Regions from separate parts of the Zea mays genome. Here region 2 is linked to region 1. Evidence: chromatin contacts called from public Hi-C data. All regions are on one chromosome and are shown on one strand. Each heading gives the region's core, a stretch centred on a gene start, on an enhancer-like site or on the middle of the called end of the contact. The rest is flanking DNA. Distances are from core to core; before and after follow the strand shown. Region 1 has its middle 44 kb from the start of LOC103629103. Region 2 holds the start of LOC118472919.

The links. A called contact is a pair of places that touch in the nucleus more often than the background predicts.
Region 2: a contact with region 1 is called in a Hi-C map of tassel, with 2.4 times the contacts expected there. The contact joins the promoter of LOC118472919 here to the enhancer-like site in region 1. A contact is called at or near these places in 3 of 25 Hi-C or Micro-C datasets (ear, endosperm and tassel).

What each region holds. Positions count from the first base shown.
Region 1 is chr7:46,363,115-46,366,850 of Zm-B73-REFERENCE-NAM-5.0, forward strand. No RefSeq gene overlaps it. Among protein-coding and RNA genes, the nearest start is that of LOC103629103, 44 kb to the left of the region's middle. Within about 2 kb of position 1,742, at least 16 of the 20 cell types and tissues checked have an H3K27ac peak or open chromatin away from gene starts, as enhancers often do. A contact at or near this core is called in ear and tassel, where this site is marked.
Region 2 is chr7:46,504,292-46,508,154 of Zm-B73-REFERENCE-NAM-5.0, forward strand. LOC118472919 reads right to left here and starts at 2,173. Exons shown (of 1, transcript XM_035960899.1): 1 at 1-2,173. The coding sequence starts at 1,845. The coding sequence ends at 1,126. It overlaps LOC100283522 (undecaprenyl pyrophosphate synthetase), which reads right to left and starts at 3,745. Exons shown (of 3, transcript NM_001371943.1): 1 at 3,312-3,745; 2 at 3,138-3,205; 3 at 2,385-3,036. The coding sequence starts at 3,710. The coding sequence ends at 2,583.

The sequences.
Region 1 (3,736 bases), core at 492-2,991:
TTTCCCAAAGCCTGGTAGAGCAATAGCAAATCTACCCAATAGTTCTTTTTGTTTGTAAGGTGTGGGATAAACAATGCTAGGGAAACCTATTGGTCCCATCAAATTAACTTGAGCATGTCGCAGTGATTAACAGGAACATTATTAGGTAAAGAAAAGTGATCAAGGGCACAACTTGCCTTAGACTCGAGATTCCCAGGTATCAAGTTGGTCTTCAGATTCTCGTAACCTCACCGCTATTCATAGCAATACAAACAAACATGGTTTAAGCAAAATTAACATCACACCAATCATGAGAACACATTGAATAATAATGATCTATGCATCGTAACGAGATCGCAGGTTTGGGAACCACTAAATTCGGACTAACGATTATAAAGTTATGATTTTATGAAGGTTTAAGTGTCTACTATAAAACAAATGAGGTACAAGATTTCAACCATAGGTTTCATAGTAATACAAGGTTACTAGATGATAAATAATATTAATATGAGACTAATGCAACAGGAAGGGATAAAAAAAGGAGTTAAAATAGATTATTTATGATTTAAACAAGTTTCTAGAAATATTTTCCTAGTAGAAAACATTTAAATAGTACTTAATTAATTCCTGGTATCCTATGGACTGTGGACACAAAAACCAGAGAGCTTGGGATTTAATTCGTAAATTCCAGGACCTCTGTGGAATGATCTTATCAACGTTCTGGACTGCGGGTTAGTTCAGCAAAAGTCCAGGGGCTCTTTTAGAAAATCGTCCAGCAAAAAGGGTATCGGCGAATTGGGACCGTTGGATCGAATTCAATGGCCCTGATACAATGGTTGAACAGGTATATGGAGATCGAGGGGCTGTTTGGTTTGTGGCTAAACGTGCCACACTTTGCCTAAGGTTAGTCGTTCGAATTGAAGAACTAACCTTAGGCAAAAAAGTGTGGCAAAGTGTGGCAAGTTAGTCATCAAACCAAACAGGCCCCGAATCTCCCCCATTCAGACAGAACCAGACGGTGTACATTTAGTTGGATGAAGAGGCTATACCCGATCTAATCTAATCCACACACTCCGGATCGGACGGACGAAGGACCTTCTTCCTCCCATTCGATCTTACCCAATGGCGACGGCATGCACCAGCGGCCGGTGTCGTCCGATGACCCACCATTCAACCCTCTCAAGCCCAATCATTTGCGCGGTCTAGTGCAGAACATGGTGGAGGTCTAGGCAGACCTAGAGGAGTACTTCTCACCTGCTATGGTGTAGTGGGGAATTCGGCCCACGATGAAGCATGGTACCGCGACGGTGCCGGGTCCAGCGACGAATTCCTGTTCCCCGATTGCCCCACCGTGTTTGAAAATGGTGGACCAGTGCTACTCGTGTCTTGGTAGTTCTCCTTGTCCATCTATTGCAGGTCGAGGCGCGGTGTGGACGGAACCCTGGCACGGCGGCGCACACACGTCACTCCGCTCACGGCGACGAGGTGGCAATGGCGGCCCCTGGGCCTTTTCTCCCATCCCCCGCCAGATCAGCGCTCGATGCATGCATGAGGGTTCGTGGCTTTATAGCCCGAGGTGGTAGGGTGGGGGGTTTCGGGCAGAGAGGGTCGACCCTGGGTGCATGGCGCGCACCCCGCCAGGATCCTCGGCGGCCACAACACAGCCATAACAGAATTGAGGTGGAAGAGGCATGCTGATGGAAGGGGCCCACAGATCGGTGACACCAGCGACGGCTACACACAGAGACTGGGGCGGACCAACGACGTCAGTGATAGGTGAACCCGTGGGCGCGGAGTGAGGCTGACATATGGGGTCCGCCCGTCGGCGCTCGGATTTGGCTGGCGCGCATGGGTTTCCTGGGCCGGGTCGGTGGAAAAAGGTTACTGGGCCTAGCCAAGTGAGGGATTTGACCCAGGTAGTGATAGATATTCTCTTTTTCCTTTCTTATTTCCTATTTCTATTTTGATTTTCCTTTCCAAATTTCAGTTTTCAAATTCTAGTTCAAGTTCAAATTTCATTCAGTGTTCAGATTTCAAGATTATAAAACTCAGCATGAACGCAAAGGTTTTATTTTAATTTATTTATTGTCTTGCTCATGCACATAAATGCTTCTAACTCTATATGTAATTCATTACTAATAGTTTTATCTAATAAACACTTTTACTCAATAAAGGATAATATATATATATATATATATATATTTGTTTACTTAAATTCAATTCTAGTTTTAGAATTCAAAATCTAAATTTCCCATTAGTTTGTCTTAGGAGAATAATCTAAAAGGTGAGGAAATCCTTATTAAGGTCTCTTTTAGATTTTAAATCTTTAGAGGATTTTCTTAAATGCCAAAATAGGATTTTTTTTAGGGTGTTACACGATATAGGGACTGAGGTTCTTGGGTCGATCATGTTGCGATAGCTTTTTGGATGATGGATTCCTATATCAGCCCCCTTCTCGTAGAAACCGTAGCGGGTTTCCTAAAGCTAGTGGAACTTTATAAAGGCCTCGTAGTGGATCCCTAGCCATTCACCTCGAGAGTGTATAAGGGCCTTGCAAACCATGACTTGATGGGATATACAACTTGTGCGTAAAGGGTACAACCTCTGTAGAGTGTAAAACTGGTATATCAACTATGCTTACGGTCAAGAGAGACTCAGAACTCTCGCATGATTAATTTATGGAACTAAACTTAACCTGTCATTTATTGCATTGCATTGTGTGAATTATTAATTGTGGTCTCTTATTTCATTGGAATGGTATTTACTTACACTTACTAACTGCTAATAAAATTTTGACCAAATTATTAAAAGCAATGCTCAGTCTTAACCATTCTTCTTAGTAAGCCTTACACTTCACATGAGCCCCACCGTAAGTTAGCTCATGCACATTATTCCCCGAACTTGCTGAGCGATAAACATATGTGAGATCACCCTTGATATAATCACACTTGTTCAATAACAGGTATCGCAAGATGATGTGCAAGAAGGATGCTACGATGAGTTCGAAGAGGTCTAGGCTATCGTCTCCCAGTCAACTATAGTTGAGGAGGATCGTTGTCATCGTATGATGTATTTTACTTAGCTATTTTTGTACATAATCCTATTATATAACAAAGATGTGACATTGATTTTTGTACCATGAGTCATCATATGTGTTAGACTTGATTCTAGCACACATTTGAGACGTGCCTGGATTTGTCCTTAAATCCGGGTGTGATAGTGTTTGTTCCCCCTCTCATACTTGGCCCCTGGGTTGTTTGGGGCATCCTTTTGCTCTCTCTGATCAATGAATCACAGCTCTCATGCGCTTTCCAAAAAATGATCAGGGAGATAGACTTGGTGTGATGGAGCCCGCTTCTGAGCTTCATACATCAATTTATAAACCAGACTACTTTCTCACCATGCTCCAGGATGTGCTGCAGGTAGTGGGCATCAACATTCGTCCAATCTACATCAGGCAGCAGATCATCGAGCCCCCTCGGTACAACTACTACATCACTCGGATGGGAGATGATAGATCCGACCAGGAAATTTAGGACTCTCTCTGCTTATGACTTGATGACGCTGCTACCCAGGTACACTACTTCGGTTAGCAATGCTGCCAAGAGCATGTTATAGTCGCTCTGCTACACACATCATCTGCTGCTCCACGCCACTGACTATCAGCATCTTCCTCTTCGTCCCCGTCACCCCGTGGCACAGACCAGACGAGCGTGCTACCAAGTGAGGTTGGTGAGGACCGCCTCAACACGCATGT
Region 2 (3,863 bases), core at 923-3,422, 140 kb after region 1:
ATAAGACTGATACTCCTTGGTATGGAAGTACCATCCACTGATGTTGCTAGTGTATGTGCATCGGACTGAATTGAGACAACCAATCAATCCCCAATATAGCATCATAAGAAAACACATCCAAGATTTTGAAGTCTGTGGAGAAGGTGAACTCTTGGACCGACCACGCAGTGGCTGGACAATGCGCTGAACACTGTAACCGAGCACCATTAGCTACTTGAACAACAATAGGAACTGATAGAGGAACAATGCCTTGAAGCTGAGTGGCCAATTTTGTTTTCAAGAAAGAATGAGAACTGTCGGAGTCCACCATGATTCGAACAGCTTGGTGATGAATAATGCCACCCAGACAAAATGTACGTGGACCTGGCATTCTAGATACAGCAGCCACCGACACGAACATAAATATCTGCTCTAAAGGTTGGATTGGGTCATTCCCTTCTGATTGAGCATCCGAATCCCACTAAAACAGCTCAAATATCTCCTGCACAGCATTGAGTTGAATCGAATCAGCACAACGGTGATCCTTAGACCATTTCTCTGCACACTTAATACACAGCCCCTTGCACGCCGATAAGCCCGAAGGGTAGACCACTTGTCCTCCATATTATTTGAGTTAGCGCCCCGACGGTCCTCGCCCAGAGTTGTCTGTTTCTCTCCTTTCCACGGGGGTGGTGGAAGTGGAAGAGAAGCTGGTGGTGTTGACTGAGTTCTCGAGAATGGATCAGGTTGCCGGGTCGGTGGCCTCTTGCCGTACTCCGAGACCTCCTCCTGTAATTGAGCCAACACACAGGCAGAATTCCAAGAAGATGGACGTTGAACCAAAATAGAAGAATTAATATCATCACGCAAATCATCAATAAAGCGCATGGTGAAATAAAGGGGGTCTGTGTGCGATCCGTAAGCTGTCAATTGGTCGACAAAGGGATGAGAAACGATCGATGTACTCAGACACCGATGAAGTTTGACGAATGTTAAACAACTGGCGGATCAACAATTCGTGATGGTCATAGCCAAATCGAGCCAAAACCCAACCACAGAACTCTAACCACGAACGGGATCTAAGATGGCTCTGCACAGTTTGCACCAAGCGAGATGCAGCAGCACTGAAATGCATAGATGACACCCTCACCCACTGCGCTGGATCAACACTATACAGATCAAAGTAATCCTCACATCTACAGATCCATAACTTGGGTTGATCCCCATCGGACGTAGGAAACAACATTTTAGGAAAATGATCAGATAAACCAGCCAAACTTCCACCCACGGGTTCCTTAAACTCGGATCTCGAACAGTGGAAAATAGGAGAAGCAAACACATGGGGTGAGAAGGGGATGACGCACCCTTTGCCGGGTGATGATCAAGAATTGTGACAACTCCGCAACCATCATCCCGGATTGATGGATTCAGGCGGTGCCTGTCAGGTTGAGCGTCCGTGGAGGCAGCAGCAGATGGGCGCACGGCCGGAGAGGGAGCCGGAACAAGCACACCAGTCATGACGGTAGGGTGCTCCACTGCCGACCGTTCGTAGAGATTGGTCAACTTGGAGACGTGAAGACGGATGTCGTCGACGGAACCCTCCATGCAGGGATGCCAACCGTCGAAGGAGATGGCCACCGACTCGAGCTGCGACAAGCGCGTCTCGTTGGCCGTGGAGAGCGAAGCCAACTTGTCGTCCATCCGTGTGTCGAGATCCGCCATACGACGCTCCAGTTCCAGATTGCGATCTAGCATTCGCTGCTGCAGCTTGACGCCGTAGTCGGAGAGGCGCTGCGTCAGCTTCGCATCGTAGCCGTCGAAGCGCTTGGACATTTCGTCGAGCAGGTGCTGGAAGTCGACGTTCATGGCGGCGCGCTGGCGACGAAGACGAGTGTCGTAGGGGTGGGAGGTTGTGGGATCCAGAGTGGAACAGTGACGAGGATCAGACCCCTCTGATACCACTTGTTAACACGATAGATTGGGGAGGAAGGAAGGAAGAAGAGAATGCTTGGAGAGGAAGAAGATGAGATACGGGGGGAATAGTTCTGTTTGCAATTCTCTGGATGATTCATCCTTACAGAAGCTAGTGGCGCGCTTTTGTGCGTCGTGACAACTGGCTGCAAACACACACGCTACTCCATATCGGCTCATGGGCCACGGTTACAGGACATAGTCGCTGTTGTGGATCCGACGATTGGACGCCCTTGCACGCGAGTCGGGACGGTCTTTTGGGTGCTGACGCTGGAGATGCAGGTGTAACACTCCATCAAGTTAGACCATGTTTGGTTTCTTTAGTCTAGGGACTAAAGTTTAGTTAGGGGACTAAAATTTAGTCTCTAACATGTTTGTTTCTAAGGACTAAAATTAGTAAAAATATACTAAATGACTCATAAGAAGACTAAAATAGCCTTTAATATTCTCCTGCTATTAGTACAATTGAACTAAATGAAGGGCAAATGTAGAATTAATATGATTTAGTCTTTTTAACCATATCTTGAGAGACTAGAGACTAAATCAGTTTAGTCTCTGTTTTAATCCTACTGTTTGACAATTTAGGAACTAAATAAAACTAAAATAGAGGGACTCTTAAACCAAACGAGGCCTTAGAGTAATTTTGATTGGCCGAAGCGGCGGTCTCTGCCCTGGAAGGAGCGCAACGCTTCCAGGTACTCAGCCTCCCCAAAGTCAGGCCACATCTTGGCGGTGAAGAACAACTCCGAGTACGCCGACTGCCATAGCAAGAAGTTGCTGAGCCTCATCTCGCCGCTGGTTCTGATGACCAGGTCGGGACAGGAGAACTCGCCGGCGGCGCTCGTCGCGAGCTTGCCGGCGATGATCGACTCGTCGATGTCGTCCGGACTGAGCCGGTTCGCCTGCGCCTCCCGGGCCAGCTCCCGGCACGCCTGGACCATGTCCCATCGCCCGCTGTAGCAGATGGCCAGCATCACGTGCAGCTGCGAGTTTTGCCTCGTGGCCTCGTCGGCCTGCGCCGCTGCGCTCCGCAGAGAGGCTGGCATCTTCGCGGCGTCGCCGATCACCTGCAGTCGGATCCCCTGCCTGAACGCGGAAGCAGAACATGTAAAAAAAATTCAAACGGTATACTGTGGCACTGTGCTATGCAAGATCACTGCAGGTTTTTATTAGCCGACGACGACGACCTCGAGAGCTTGTCGATGTTGTCGCCTATCAGCCACTCGGACAAGCCCATCATGTAGTCGACCTCGGCCTGCAGATACGATGGGCGGGAAGACAAGAACGCACCAGTGCGTGTCAGGGTCGTCGTCCGATGTGTATGCGAGAGTTTATTGAAAAGCAGGGATCGAGGGCGGTGCCTTGGGGCGGCTCAAGTTCTCGCGGGAGCAGACGAAGGCGGTGAGCGCGCGGATGCCCCAGGCGCGCGACAGCGCAACGACCCGCTCCAGGTTGCGGCCCCCGGCCTTGTGGCCGTCCGCGGGCGTCAGCCCCCGCTCGCGCGCCCACCGCGAGTTCCCGTCCATCACCACCGCGACGTGCCGCGGCAGCGACTCACGGCGCAGCCCGCTCTGGAGAAGCGCCTCGGCCGCGCGGTCGGCGCCAACGCCCGTCGCATGCGTCTCGGCCCGCGCGCGTGGAGGCAGGAGGCGTGCGCGCCGGGGGCGAGCGGTCGGACGCGGCGGCGGTGCTGCTGCTGCTAGTGCTAGCCCACGAGTGGTAGCAGTTGCAGAGGCTGACGAAGAGTGTGGGAGCAGCATCGTGATCTGTGTACGACGACCGTCACTGCTCTGTCTACGGCTCTCTGCCGCCCGTGCAAAGCAGCTCCATTAATATCGTCGAGTGCACTGCCACGCACCTTGTTCTTGTCTATTATTGCCGTCTTGATCTCGACTGGTACGGTGGCGTGTGGA